5 separate regions of the Mus musculus genome follow, and regions 2, 3, 4 and 5 are each linked to region 1. The links are chromatin contacts, called in public promoter capture Hi-C maps. All regions are on one chromosome and are shown on one strand. The core of a region is the stretch at or near the end of the contact, and the rest is flanking DNA. Distances in the headings are between cores, read along the strand shown. Region 1 holds the start of Atp1b1 (ATPase, Na+/K+ transporting, beta 1 polypeptide). Region 2 holds the start of Creg1 (cellular repressor of E1A-stimulated genes 1). Region 3 holds the start of Rcsd1 (RCSD domain containing 1). Region 4 holds the start of Tada1 (transcriptional adaptor 1). Region 5 holds the start of Mpzl1 (myelin protein zero-like 1).

Region 1 (2,766 bases), core at 134-2,633:
TCCCTTCCGCAGTCACGACTCATGGATTTGTCTACAACTATGCCCTTCAAAATGACCTTAAAAAAAAAAACCTAGTACCTTTCCAGTGTAAGGAGGTAAAAAACAAACACGGTATGTAATTTTCAATGGGGTATGAGGGGGAGTCCAGCCAAGGAAGCAACAGGCTGCATGAAATGCTCTAATATAACCTGTTTCTTCGTTTGTATCATGAAGAGCTTAAAAACACCATGTCTAGCCAAGGCTTAAAAAACGAGCCATGAATGGAGCTCACTGGGCCATTTCTGGGCTGTGATGACTGCAATGTGTGAGGACTGCAGTGTGGATGCATTTCTTCTCCCCGTTCCTATCCATTCTAGATACATTTCTAGACTGGAAGAATGATGCTATCTATCGCAGCATCGTCTGCATTAGAACAGGTACGCTCGTGAGTTCTGCTCACGGCCCCAAATCTCGTTTTTCTAAGGTCTTGGGAGATGGAAAGGGAGGGTACATACATAGGCTCCTGGAACCTGACCGAATTTCCCAGGAGGAAAGGCTTAGGAAACGAAGATCCCTACCATACCCAAAACCCTAGCTCCAGCTCCCCACCCGAGGCGCATCCTGGGGACCCCCCACATTTGTCACTGGATGCCAAGCCCAGGGCCGCACGCTCCTAGCAGCTCCTACCACCCACTCCCTAACACCCTGGTCAGCCCCGCGGGCGCCGAACTGTCCGCAGTGCTCGCGTACAGACGCGCCTCCTAAGAAAAGCCAAGGCGCCGACGGCAGAGCCGCGGAGCGCGTACTTACACCAACTACCACCGGTCCTGCCCAAAAACTCCTTCTTCTCCGAGTTCCAGATGAATTTCTTCCAGCTGCCTTCCTCCTTGGCTTTTCCGCGGGCCATGGTGTCTGCTCAGCAGTGGCGGCCGAGGCCGAGGGAGGGCGAGTGCGGCGCGCGCCCTGGGCGTCCTCGCGGCGGCTGCTCGGTGTCCCCGCGGCCCGGCTCTGTCTCCGAAAGCGAGACGCGCCGCTGCCGCTGCGGCTCTCCGAGTGCGAGGCGCGCCGCGGAGCAGCCTAGGCAGAGCGGGAGGAGGGGGAGGTGCGGCGGGGGCGGAGGGAGGAGGGACGAGGGAGGAGGGCGCGCGCGGGCTGGGCGGCTCCGAGCCCCGCACCTAGAGGTGGGCGCGCGGCCGCTCTCGGGCTTTCCCCGCACTCCGATCGCCTTCCGGGGGGCTCAGCGAACCCCGCAGCTGCTGCTTCAAGCTGTAGCTGCACCACTCTGCTTGCTGTGACCTCTGGCGAGATGGACCAGGGACAAGGAGGGAAAGTCACCGGGAAGGGCGAGCGGAGTGGAGCGCGGGCTCGGCACACGGGCGCGCAGGCCAGGAGCCGAGAAATTGGCTGAGGGCGCACGCCCTACCTTTACTATATACCGCGCCTCCACCATCCGTAGCTCCGCCTACCGGCGGCACGGCAAGCCAATCGCCAGCGCCGAGAAGGCGGGGCCTGAGCCCCCGAAGGGGCGGGCGCGGGGCCCCGCACAAAGGAGCCGGCAAAGCTAAAGGGGCTGGCACCGCAGCAGGGGTGCGGAGAGGGACTGGGGGCGGGTGAGTACTGCTCCCGCAGCTCTGCTGGCCCTCTCTCTGCCCCGAGCTGTGCCTGGACAATCCTCCTCGTCCTCCCGGCCCCCGCTCGCCAATGCTGTGGCCTGCACCTGCATCGCTCTCTGGGAACCTCGGAGACCTCAACTCCTTCGTACTGGTCTTACCCCTTCGTACTGGTCGGGGTTTACTGCAGGTCCACCTCCCCTAGGCCATGGCCAGGTGGGGGAAGGTCACTCCAGGACGCTAGTGACTCTGCCCAGCTCTGCTCCGCCTCTCTGCTTATGCACCTGCCGCCCCCTCGCACTCTCTGCCACTGCGGTTGCAGTTCCGGCCCGTCCCTCTTCTGCAGGCCAGCCCAGCGGGCAGCCTCGGTTCCTGACTCCTGGTCTGTGCTTGTGGGCGGCCTGAACCACCTCAATCCGGACAATTGCCAAACCCACCCTGGGCTGTAGCTGGGAACCGGTTGTGGCTCCTGCCAGTCTAGACCCCGGGGAACAATTTATGCACGTGACCCAGCCACCTAAGACTCTCCTGGCCCAGGTCTGTGGCTGGTATTCCCATTGGCTTACTGTTCTGTCTCACTGGGGGCACCCCTACCCTATACTGTAGAATTCTTGGAATGACAGAGCACTTGGGAAGACCCAGCTCACATGTCAAGATGTCGCAGAGCACTGTGTTGGACATGACCATTCTTTCCATCCTTGTTGGCTGAAAATCCGCCCTTATTTTCATCCACCGAGCCCCTGAACAGCTTTCCACACAGCTCTTATGGTGATGACACAGCAGAAAACATGGCGAGGCTTCTGCAGTGGCTGCAGAAAAGCCTGTCCCTGGAGCGACCTGGCCGGTCGCGCAAAGAGCTAGCTTCTTATCAAAGACCTTCCCAACACAGAGATGGGTTCCCAAGACACCCTGCCATTTTCAAGGTCAATCTTGCAGGCCCAAGGACAAAACCGAAGGGATGCAAAAATGAGCTTTTTCTCATTAATCCCACTTGCAAGACTGAAGAAAACCTTAAAATACCCAAAATTCAGGGGAGACATAGCAACTGAGTCTCATGGAGTCCACAGGGGCTGCCGACCCACTGTGTCAAGGACAACTGTGAGAGCAGCTTGTTGAGAAAGAAGTCACTCTGCTTTGCCCCTGCAGCGTTTATTTTGGAAAAAACCCAAGTTTGTGG
Region 2 (2,752 bases), core at 8-2,507, 1.3 Mb after region 1:
GCAGACCTCAGAATATCTTTCCAGAAATCTCCTTTAGGAGTCTCACACCAGTCCCTAGAATAGAGGCTAAGCCTGATTTTTATATCATTTTAGAGGTGTCAGGAAGTTTCACATCCCATGATTTAGTTCATCCTGGCCTACATGACAGGGAGCTGGGTGCCACAGACTAAGAGGAGCTGCCAAGGAGCTGAAGGGGTCTGCAACCCTATAGGTGGAACAACAACATGAACTAACCAGTACCCCCAGAGATCGTGTCTCTAGCTGCATATGTAGCAGAAGATAGCCTAGTCGGCCATCATTGGGAAGAAAGGCCCCTTGGTCTTGCAAACTTTATATGCCCCAGTACAGGGGAACACCAGGGCCAAGAAGTAGGAGTGGGTGGGTAGGGGAGGGGGGGGTACAGGGGACTTTCGGGATAGCATTTGAAATGTAAATGAAGAAAATACCTAATATTTTTTTAAGAAAGAAAAAAGAGTAGCGGCTAAGCACGGACTGCTTCATAACTCTGTTAGGAAGAGAGAGAGCTGCAGAGAGGTGTGGCCTGATTCAGACTATAGGATGGGTGGGGCTTAAAAGATTCTAACAGTGGCCACAGTTTTAAAACGACGCAAACACGTTTGCATACATTTTCTAACTCCCTAGGGTAGCAGAATGAAAATCCTCCACGGGCTTGGAGGATCTGCCAGAATAAATGCATGAAACCACGAATTTAACCGAGCTAGATGACTTGACAGGTCTCAAATGGACAAGGTCAAAGTCTTGAGTGGGATACCGAAAACTAACAAAGTGGCTTTATCTGAAGACTCTTCTGGGCCAGGAATTTTTAAGTTCCTGCATGTCGGTATTTCTGTACTGTACTACATATAGGCTTGCTTGCTAACAGTCAGTAAACAGAAAAGAGCACACAGAAAACTCACGTTCTCTTAGATGCCAGGCAAGCATACTCAAAGACATTAAAAAGGAGGTGTGTGCGTGCATGCAGGCAGCTTTTTTCTAGCACTGTGACTTAGGAAGTTGCTTAATTTCTTCTAGACCTCATTTATCTGTCTGTAAATCAAACAAGCAAAACAAATATCTCTTTAGGGCAAATTCGCACTCTTCACAGAGCAGATCACAGGACACGGTGAACAGACCATATGCTTCTGGAAACTGGGTTGCACTGGAGCCACGCCCCCTCTTGCCTGCTCATCTCTGATTGGCTTTCTCGGAGGGGCGGAACAACGGGCAGGCAATAGTTACCCCGGCAGAGTTTGGTCGGTGGGCAGGGACTCCGCAGTCAGCGTCATGGCTGCCCGTGCTCCTGAGCTCGCGCGTTCCCTGCTTGCTGCCCTTCTGGCGCCCGCGCTGGTGGCACTACTGGTGTCGCCGGCCTCGGGTCGCGGAGGCCGGGACCACGGGGACTGGGACGTGGACAGGCGATTGCCTCCGCTGCCACCCCGCGAAGACGGGCCGCGCGTGGCCCGCTTCGTGACTCACGTCTCAGACTGGGGCTCGCTGGCCACTATCTCCACAATAAAGGAGGTGCGCGGCTGGCCCTTCGCGGACATCATCTCAATCAGTGACGGTCCTCCGGGAGAAGGCACGGGCGAGCCCTACATGTACCTGAGTCCACTGCAGCAAGCCGTGAGCGACCTGCAGGTGAGCGGGAGCGCGGCGCGGTTTCCCAGACCCGGCAGAGCAGGAAACCAGCGTCTCCAGTTTAGCTCGCTGGGGAGAGCGTGGGTCTTAGAGATAAGACTTTTGAACCCAGCTCACATGACTGTCTCTTCTGGCCTGCGCTGGCTAGGCGGAGGTTGTAGCATCCCAGATGTTGGGGAACTACCAGGAAGTTCCTACTTACCCTGTTACTGGTCTAAGCGCTTGGGGTAAATTCTTTGCCAGTACCTGGAGCACTTCACACCCTTCAGATAGTCAGGCGTCCTCTTTAGGCGCTGTCTCTGCATAAACTGCACTCTTGTGATCTAAAGGCATACAGATTGTTGGATAGTTTAGCGTTTGGCTTATGTGACTTCGGAGATTCTCTTCCCTACCTTTACCTATCAGCAGTGGGAAACTACTACACAGCATTATAGTTGACTGCGGACCTGGCTCTGCTTACAGCTCAGGTGGAAACAGCCTGGGAGGGAAAGGCCACACAGGAGCCCAGAAATGAAGCCTGACTCGGTGGAGGGTCTGTGGCAAAACTGAGAAAGCTTGGTGTCGTGGTAAACAGTGAGCCAAGAGACGCCGACGCTTTAACCAAGCCCTTGCCATGGTATGTGCCTAGGGCTTTTCGGTTCCACCTGTTTTCATTCATTGTCTCTTGTAGTAACTCTTAGAAACAGGCATGGCTATTCCGGGTTTACAGATGAAGACATGAGGTTAAGTAATTTGCGCAAAGCCAGGGGGCCAACCCTAGTTCACCTCAGACCCACTTGTCTTCAAAGCACAGGCCACAGGACTGGGACCCATGTGCTAGAATAGAAGAGACCCGTTTTCTTCAGCCTCCACAGAGTTCTGTATTGTTCTAAACAAATTTAAATTAGCTACTGCCTTTTAAAACTGCAATCCTAGGGGCTAGGGAAATAGCCCAGTTGGTAAAATACTTGCCATGTAGGCGCGAGGACCTGTATTTGGTCCTCAGTACCCATCTTGACAGCTTGCACGCACATGTGATCCTACACTGGCTCAACGGCTTGCACACACTTGCACACACGTGTGATCTTGCACTGGCCAGGTGGCTAGCTCCCTGGCCTGCCAGCCAAGCGGAGTC
Region 3 (2,700 bases), core at 27-2,526, 1.2 Mb after region 1:
TTGTTCTTTTAGAGCAGACAGTGAAGCTCAGAAGAGATGAGCGGACTCAAGCCTGGAAGGGATTGAACTTCTGTGCCCGGGATCTCCGCAGACCTTGGGCTAAGGAGGAGCTCTTTCCTTTTGAGTGGGAGGAGGAATCACCTTTAGGCCTGTGGGTTTTCATCTCCTTTTTTCCTCTTTGAAAATCCCAGGTCCTACTGAGATTGATTAGAATACAATAAAAGGTCACAGTTTCTTTTTCTTTCTTTGAGTGTGTGACCCTGGGAGTTGAACCTGGGGCTTTGCCAATGCTGTGCCTCTGAGTTCACCTGCAGCTGGTCTGGGTTTGAAGGGAAACATTTCTTTGGAAATCTATAGACCTGGAGGAGGAAGCTAGATGAACTAGCTGGATGGAAAGTAGTGGCCAGTATTCTCCACTGAGGTTGGAGAAGCGCAGAGAAAGTCTGGGACTCGCCCCTGCAAACCTCTCAGATACGGCTACCACACCCCAAGGTGCACACAACCTCAGGAGGCAGGGCATCTTGGAGAGCCTCTAATATCTCAGAAATAAGTTTATCTGATCGGCGGCAAGGGAGCTTTTCAGAAAGTTTTGAAAGAAGATGTGACAGAAACAAGGGGCATCAGAAGTAAGAGAACAACTGGTCGGAAAAGCCACACTGCAATCAAAACGGGAAGCCATGCGGGCAGAGTCCCGGCTTCAACTGCCAACTCTGTTTCTCAATGCCTGAGTCAGGGTTGCTGGAGTTTTGTTTTGGGGTTCTTGGTTCACACCTTTATCCGTTTATGACTTTAGTTGTACCTAAGTTTTATTTTCTAAACCCCCCCCCCAAAGCACGTATGTGCACAGTCAGAATACCTGAACCCCTACAAAGGCCCCTCCTTCGCCTGAAGTCCTTTCCTGACAAGCCCACGCCTGCCCACAGGGGTCTCCGAGGAGCAAGGACCAGCCTTTCTCAACTTGGCCTACGCGACCTTTCGGCTGCGTGCTCCCTGCTGAGAGCAGGAACGGCGACCTGGGCAGGAGCGCTCTGACCTCCCTCTCCCCCAGGCCCGTGTCCCCGCCGGTCTTTTACCTCCATGTCCTCCAGGTAGTCTTCCTCCGGCTGCGGATACGCCCGCTCTCTCGGGTTAAGAGCCCACGATCCCCGCTGTCCCCTCGGCTCCCAGCCCGGGTCACTTTCGGGGCTGTAGCGGGCACAGGGCGAGTGGGCGGCGGCGCGCGCCTGGCTGCACTCGGCTGCGGGACTGCCCCAGCTGGGGGCCCTGCGCCAGAGAACGAGGAAGGAGGAGGAGGAGGGAGGGAGGGACCGAGGGACGCAGGAGGAGGGGAGGGGAGTGGAGGGGAGCAGAGAGGGAGGCCGGATCGGGGTTTAAATTTAGACACAAATCTAAACAGATACTGTCCCTCCCAAGGCAGGACTCAAGAGCCCGAGCCGCCACGACTCCATTAATCTGCCCAAACATGGGCTGGGCAGCGCCGCGCCCCCTTTCTCGCGGAAGTTTCTCAGGACCCTGGGCTTTGCACTTTTTTCAGACCACCTCAACTCTCCCTCTTTTAGCCTGCCTTCTTTACTTTCCTTGTGCCTCAAATTAGAATTGCCTTTTCATCCTTTTTCTCTTTGCCATTTCCTTCTTTTCATACCAATTTTCCCAGCCTCCGTTCCTCCTCCTTCTCCCTCCCCCTCCCCCCATCCTCTCCTGTATTACTTAACCTAATACCTGGCCTTCCTGTGTTCAGTAGCCTTAGCTTTGATACCTCTTTTCCTGGATTCCATTTGCAGGAAACAATTATCAGTCTGTCCATCTATTATCTATCTGTGTATGAAGAAGGAGAGGAATCCAAGCAAAGTTTCCCCAAGTTTCCTGCCGCATGCAGCAGGCTACTCTTCTCCTCTGCTCTGATGCATGCAGCTTAGGGGGTTGTGGGAATATCTGCTTCGACATGCTGCTTGCTAAAGGACCTTTTTCCCATTCCTATTAAATATAGCAAAGGGCACGGTCCTAAACATCCAATTCACATAAGGCCCCCGCTTAGTAACTCTCCCCAGGGAATGTCGGTTTAAGGCTGCGTGGGAGGGATGTAGGGACTTGAATCTGTGCCGAGGCCATTGTCTGCTGCTACTGGGTTATAGCTCTGGGTGTCTCTTCAGGGTCCCATTTCTTCAGGGAATTGGCTGATAAGGATGCCTGTGTGTCTTCTTACAGCATCCTTCAACTTTGTACTCCAAACCCAGACCTGCTATGCAAGGGAGAGAGAGAGCCAACACATTGGTGGACCATAGCACAGGGCATTGGTGCTGCCCCTGTGCAAAGAGCCCAAGAGAAACCACTACCACAAACCAGCAGAGAACTCACCCACATTGCAAAGGCTGCCCCGACTGCTTCTCATCACAGTTGGTCTATAGATCTTGACGTCACAGGCCTTCTAAATCTTACCTTGTAAACCATGAAGTCAGGGCAGCCTCTGTTCATTGAACTCAGCAGCATATAGGGGCAAGACCTCTGCTTCAGAAGCAGGCAGAGGGTGAGATTCTAGTCCGATGCTTTCTAGATGAGTTCCTTTAGAAAAGCCTCTTATCTGATCTTCATTTTCTGCATCTTCTCAGGGTGGTAGATGCTTGGAAAGAGCAGCTATTTTAAAAGCATGTAGCTTCATTACATAGTTCAGATGGACAAGAGCCCCATAATCCTTTTATTTAA
Region 4 (2,700 bases), core at 99-2,598, 1.9 Mb after region 1:
TCTCTTACAGGATTCTGTCCTAAAGTAATAATTACAAATGAGGAGAATCTGCATAAAGATGCTTGTTAAAATATTTCTTTTAATACAGGAGAAAACCCCAGTTTAATAGACAGGAAAGAAGTCATTGTATGCATCTTATCTGTGCAGTATTTAACAGGGCCCGCTGCTCACAACCACCTGTAAATTCACTCACAACGACATCTACCTAAAAACAAAATCTTTAAAAAATTATGCTGTCATTAAAAGTATGAACATTAGCCGGGCAGTGGTGGCACATGCCTTTAATCCCAGCACTTGGGAGGCAGAGACAGGTGGATTTCTGAGTTCAAGGCCAGCCTGTTCTACAAAGTGAGTTCCAGGACAGCCAGGGCTATACAGAGAAACCCTGTCTCAAAAAACAAACAAACAAACATGAACATTAAGGCAAAATAATAGCCTGGTGTCAGATAGCCAGGGCTACAAAGAGAGACCCTATTTCAAGAACAAACAAGCTGGGCATGGTGACCCATGCCTTTAGTCCCAGCCAGCACTAGAGGCAGTTGGATCTATGTGAGTTAAGAGGCCACTCTGTCAAAACGAGAGAGAGAGAGAGAGAGAGAGAGAGAGAGAGAGAGAGAGAGAGAGAGAGAGAGACTTTAAAAGTAGGCTTTAAAAAGTTTTAAGCTGAACACAGCTATGGCTTCCTAGTGTAGTATATATGTGCATATTCGAGTGTGAATTTGGAATTTGAGAGAGGACAAGCTAGCTTGTGGGTCCTTCCACTTGACCTTGACTTGAAACGAGGTTCTTTGCGTCTTTTCCTCTGTGGGTCAGGCTAACTAGCTGCTGAGACTCCTCCTGTTACCTCCCCTAGGACCTTTGGTAGTCCTGCTTGGGAATTATTTTTATTTGATCTGTCAATAGTGAATGTTCAGAACTTGAGTAACATAAATCCTGCCTTCAGGCAGCTCTCGTTTTAGTTGCAGGAGGCAGAAAACGAGATCGACCAACTAAATGTCACAATAGGTGGTGAGCACTTGGCAAAAAAATGAGGACAAGAGGATAAATTAGATATTGCATGCACTCGGGGACCTGAGCTCTTCCTTCTGGGAAGAGCTGACCTGCAGTCAGGGCGGGGCCTGGCCGGAGGGCGGGCGGGGCGGTCAAGTTCGCGCCCCGGGGGCCGCCGCGGGCGGGCAGGCGGGCGTAGGTTGGGCACGCGCCCACCAGGGGAAGCGGGTCACGTGAGCCAAGAGGCGGGAGTTGGCGAAGGGAGTTTGGCTGGGTGCTTTCCCAACTGCGAGACGGCGGGGCCAAGAACCAAACCCACGCAACGTCTCCCTAGCGGATGGGGGCGGGGCCGCCGAGCAGAGCCGAGCCGAGCCGAGCCGAGCGGAGCCGAGCCGAGCCGAGCGGAGCCGAGCCGAGCCGAGCCGAGCCGAACCGAGCCGAGCCGAGCCGAACCGAGCCGAGCCGAGCCGAGTGGAATCGAGTCGAGTCGAGCCTCCAGCGTCCGGCGCGCAGGCCTTCCGCCGCGTTGATCTTTCGGTTGCTGGTGGCCGTGGGCCGCGCGGTCTACGGTCGGGCTGAAAGACGCGCGCTGCAATGGCGACCTTTGTGAGCGAGCTGGAGGCAGCCAAGAAGAACTTGAGCGAGGCGCTGGGGGACAACGTGAAACAGTAAGAGCCGCGGGGACCAGCCTCCGGGCCTGTCCGTGGGTGTGCCCCAAGCTCGGGGCTGCCGTAGTCCCTGGACTCTCTTCACCTCCCGGAGGCCGTAGGCGTCTCGCGGCCGCCACGGCTCCCGTGCGGGCTCCGCCGGGACTCGAGGCGCTGGAGGACTTTCTCCTGGGCGTCCCGACACCGGTGATACCCGCGTGGGGGCGGGAGCAGCGCCCTAGGCGCCCCGGAGTCGGTAGAGCGGGGGGCGCGCCGGGGCGGGGTGGGGGGGCCCGGAGGGCTTCCCGGAGGCGGAGGCCCGCGTTGCTCAGGGGCCAGCTAGAAGAGCTGTGAAAGCGGGTTCGGAAGGCACAGAGACCCCAAGTGAAGTCGGTCGGTCACCCACCTTACAACCACAGCATCCAAGGGGGCGGCTGCCTAGCCGGCCGTAGGACGCCTTTCCCAGTGTTCCACACGGGCCAGCCAATCCTCAGACCTGAGATCGGCACAGTTCGTACTCGAGAGACAGAGATTACTTATTCCCCCAAAGTCACTGCCCAAGGATGGGACTGAGGCTTCTGGTTCCCGCCGTGTGATGCTTTTCAGGGGTTACTTGGAAAGTCCTCCCGTTCCCCACACCGCCGGGCTGTCAGCAGGGACTGGGGCAGAGTGACAGCTCTATAAGCAGTAGCCTGCGGCAGCCGGAGGAGGAGCCTCGATCTTTTGGGGGAACTTCAATTCTGGCAAACCCGTATTTCCTGGCACTGAAGTTGAAATGATTGACAAGAGCAGCCCGTGAAGCAGAGGTGGTGTTAATAGAAAGGCCGTCAGAAAAGCTTAGGTGCAAGCTCCTCGTCGGAACCCCTCTTTAAAAGGCTTTAAATAAATAAATAAATAAATAAATAATAAGTATTATTATTTGTAGATTTTTAAGCACCGGAATTAAAAAGAGATGCCCAGGGAAATAAGACATACCCAGATGTGGACTTCTCAATGGAGAGTCACAAGTTGTGCGTTTTGGCAGCTGTCTTGTTACACCCAAGAATTTTGTACAAGTTTCTTT
Region 5 (2,700 bases), core at 54-2,553, 1.2 Mb after region 1:
CCTCCAAGCTATTAACTAGGAGCTTAAATGAAAGCTGGAAATCCAACAGAATCTCACCTATACTCCTGGTTCGAGAGACTACTACATTAAGAACTTTTGCACGAAAGAAAGTACTGAGTAATGGATTTTGAACAAATTACATTTTACACAACAAAAGAATGAGTGGGAGGAACCCCCTCCGTGTTTTCTTAGGAGTTCGACCTCTCGGTAACCACTACTTAGCTGAATTCTGAGACAGAAACAAGTACTTTACTTTGAACAACACACAAAAAAAGTCCTGGGGCAGACACTACTTCAGACGCCCCATAAAACAACTCGTCCAAGACGTCATATAAACCGAGCCGGAGCCTTTATCAAAAACTTAAGCCTGGTTTATTTGGTAAGGGCCTGAGAGGGGGGCTTTTAAAATCAAAGTAAAAGCATGCTTTGTAAATGTTCGTCTTGTCAAACTATCTTGCCCATGTTTACCATTAATACGAATTCGACCGAATTCTTTCAAGCCTTTGCATTCTAGGCTAGAAGTAACGTAAATTTCGCCTCTGTGATTTACAGACCCCAGAGATGAAATAAATGAGAGTCTGAGTTTTCAATCATAGAGCCTTAAGAATTGATCTGAGCGCATTCGAAATAGATCTTACCAGGTAAAGGAAAAACACTGGTTTAAACAAGGAAATAAACCAACAAAGGCCCACAGGTGAAAAATCCTGCAATCTTCCGCCATCTCCCAAAGGTGGAGAACATCAATTCCAGAGTCGGACTCCCGGGAGGTCCTGGGCAACTCAGAATCGCCAGGAGGCGACCGCAGGGGACTGGGCGTGAGTGGGCTCCTGGGACTGTCCCCAGGGAGCTGCAAGGTAGGGAGCTCCCTCACCCCTCCCCGCCCCACCCCCCTCGCCCTCTACGCAAAGGGATCCAAAGAAAGAGGTTCCTCGGCTCCCGGCCGCGCTCCCCGGGCGGCGTGCCCAGGCCCCAGAGCTCGCAGGCCGCGCCCCCTCCCCTCCGAGGCGCCCCGAGCGCGCGCACGGCCGCGGAGCCCCCGCCCGACCCCGGCTCGGCATCACTCACACAGCCCGAGCATCGCGGCTAGCACCGACCACAGCCAGCGCCGGCGGGCCGGGGCCGCAATCAGTGCCACGGCTCCGACGGCCTCTGCCATCCTGCTCCCGCCGCTCCGTTCCGCCCGGCTTCCCGCTGCGGTCGGCTGGCTTGCCTTAGACCACACAGCTCTGTCCGGATCGCGGCTGCGAGCGCGAGGACACCTCCACGCCACCGCTCCCCGCTCCCGGCCCCAGTGGCCAACCGCCAGCCTTCTGCCCAGCTCCAGCCCCTGTGCCCGCCCCACTGCTCGCTCATTGGTCCTCCTGGCAACCTGGGAAAGAAGCCATTGGACAACTCGACTCCCTGTCAGCCCCCTCGGGCAAGGCCCCGCCCTCCGGGCCCCGCCCTTGGTGTGATCTGTGCAGCATGCCCGCGTACTGTGCCTCTGCAGCCGCATTACTTTGAGCCTGCCTGCGTGGCTGGTCGTGGGGCTGCCCTCCGGCCCACCGCCGCCAGAGGCTGCCCTCCTCTCTGAGGGGCCAGTCCCACAGTTCTCTTAATGTCCCTCCCCGCGGTCTCTTCCAAGTCCGGATATCATTTCCGACTAGGATCTGCTTGGTTACTCCTGGCCTCACTCACCTAAAGAAAAGCAATTAATTTAGGGACCGGGTGGGGGAGGGGAGGAGTGAAGTGAAGAGAGAGGTGAGGAAAGACTTCCATTCAGTGGTCGAGATAGAAAAAGACCCACCATCTCTTTGACCTTTGCCGAGTATCTGTCTTTGCCTGAACTGGATCATTTGCGTTGCAACATGAGAAGTCTCCATCTTGCCCTAACCTCTGAGCAGGCCCTTTTTTGGCTTTTCAGAGGACAGGAAAGGAATAGGAATTGGAACTCTTTCCCGCCACCTAGATAACCAGTGACTGCACTTACTGTTTGTTTAGCATATCAACGTCCCTCGGCCTATAGATGAAAAGTTAGGACGGAGGCGGTGCCTTACTTCAATTCTGAAAAGTGCCGGCTGCTACTAGTTACCCAGCAAACCCTAAAGAGAGGGAGGATTCTGAGAATGGTCTTCAAAGGGGGAAAAAGGAGGGACCAGACACAAAACAGATTAGAGTGAACGAAGAACGGGAAAATCCAAGTGAGAGTTTGGAGGAGGAAAACAAGTTTTAGGAACAAGACTATAATAGGCGGAGCGTAGTCCAGTAGACCAAAACGCGGCCTCTCCTTTCAGGATTTTGTCAAAAGCCAGTCTTAACAGTGTCCTTCCGATGTTTCCAGTGGCCTAGCCCCTTAACCTTGCAGTAGAGCAAGTTCCTAATTACTAGGCAATTGGAGAAAACCAAGAATGCATATCGCAGCTATTTTGCCTTCCGGTTAGCAGGTCCTGCCCATCGGTGGCACTTTACTTTCAAGGAGCACACATTGGAGTTTTAATAACCAAGAGTTTAGCAGGAAAGTAGAAAGGGCAAGCTGTGGAGGAGTCTGAGAAAGAAGGACTGTCTCAAGTTTGAGGCCAGCCAGCCTAGGCTGCATCAGGAGTTCTAAGGCAGCCTGTGCCACACAGTGTAGACTACCCTGTGAGACTCTTAAAACTTTTTTTTTTTTTTTGTGGCCATCCTTAGGTTATCCTGTGGGCAACAGAAGGGGAGTGGCCACGA

The links. Promoter capture Hi-C pulls out the DNA fragments that hold promoters and counts their contacts.
Region 2: a promoter capture Hi-C map of liver shows a contact between it and region 1, with 3 times the contacts expected there. The contact joins the promoter of Creg1 here to the promoter of Atp1b1 in region 1. A contact is called at or near these places in 1 of 39 promoter capture datasets (liver) and 1 of 484 Hi-C or Micro-C datasets (embryonic stem cells).
Region 3: a promoter capture Hi-C map of pre-B cells shows a contact between it and region 1, with 2.9 times the contacts expected there. The contact joins the promoter of Rcsd1 here to the promoter of Atp1b1 in region 1. A contact is called at or near these places in 1 of 39 promoter capture datasets (pre-B cells) and 1 of 115 datasets of contacts at active chromatin or transcription factors (thymic regulatory T cells).
Region 4: a contact with region 1 is called in a promoter capture Hi-C map of liver, with 2.5 times the contacts expected there. The contact joins the promoter of Tada1 here to the promoter of Atp1b1 in region 1.
Region 5: a promoter capture Hi-C map of second pharyngeal arch cranial neural crest shows a contact between it and region 1. The contact joins the promoter of Mpzl1 here to the promoter of Atp1b1 in region 1. A contact is called at or near these places in 3 of 39 promoter capture datasets (cranial neural crest, frontonasal cranial neural crest and second pharyngeal arch cranial neural crest), 1 of 484 Hi-C or Micro-C datasets (embryonic stem cells) and 2 of 115 datasets of contacts at active chromatin or transcription factors (astrocytes and pancreatic cancer cells).

What each region holds. Positions count from the first base shown.
Region 1 is chr1:164,456,972-164,459,737 of GRCm38.p6, forward strand. Atp1b1 (ATPase, Na+/K+ transporting, beta 1 polypeptide) reads right to left here and starts at 1,384. Exons shown (of 6, transcript NM_009721.6): 1 at 790-1,384. The coding sequence starts at 886. Gm32391 (predicted gene, 32391) reads left to right here and starts at 1,552. Exons shown (of 4, transcript NR_168343.1): 1 at 1,552-2,766.
Region 2 is chr1:165,762,501-165,765,252 of GRCm38.p6, forward strand. It overlaps Creg1 (cellular repressor of E1A-stimulated genes 1), which reads left to right and starts at 1,258. Exons shown (of 4, transcript NM_011804.3): 1 at 1,258-1,638. The coding sequence starts at 1,285.
Region 3 is chr1:165,706,818-165,709,517 of GRCm38.p6, forward strand. It overlaps Rcsd1 (RCSD domain containing 1), which reads right to left and starts at 1,277. Exons shown (of 7, transcript NM_178593.3): 1 at 1,074-1,277. The coding sequence starts at 1,079.
Region 4 is chr1:166,377,819-166,380,518 of GRCm38.p6, forward strand. It overlaps Tada1 (transcriptional adaptor 1), which reads left to right and starts at 1,349. Exons shown (of 8, transcript NM_030245.3): 1 at 1,349-1,658. The coding sequence starts at 1,585.
Region 5 is chr1:165,633,238-165,635,937 of GRCm38.p6, forward strand. Mpzl1 (myelin protein zero-like 1) reads right to left here and starts at 1,304. Exons shown (of 6, transcript NM_001083897.1): 1 at 1,066-1,304. The coding sequence starts at 1,156.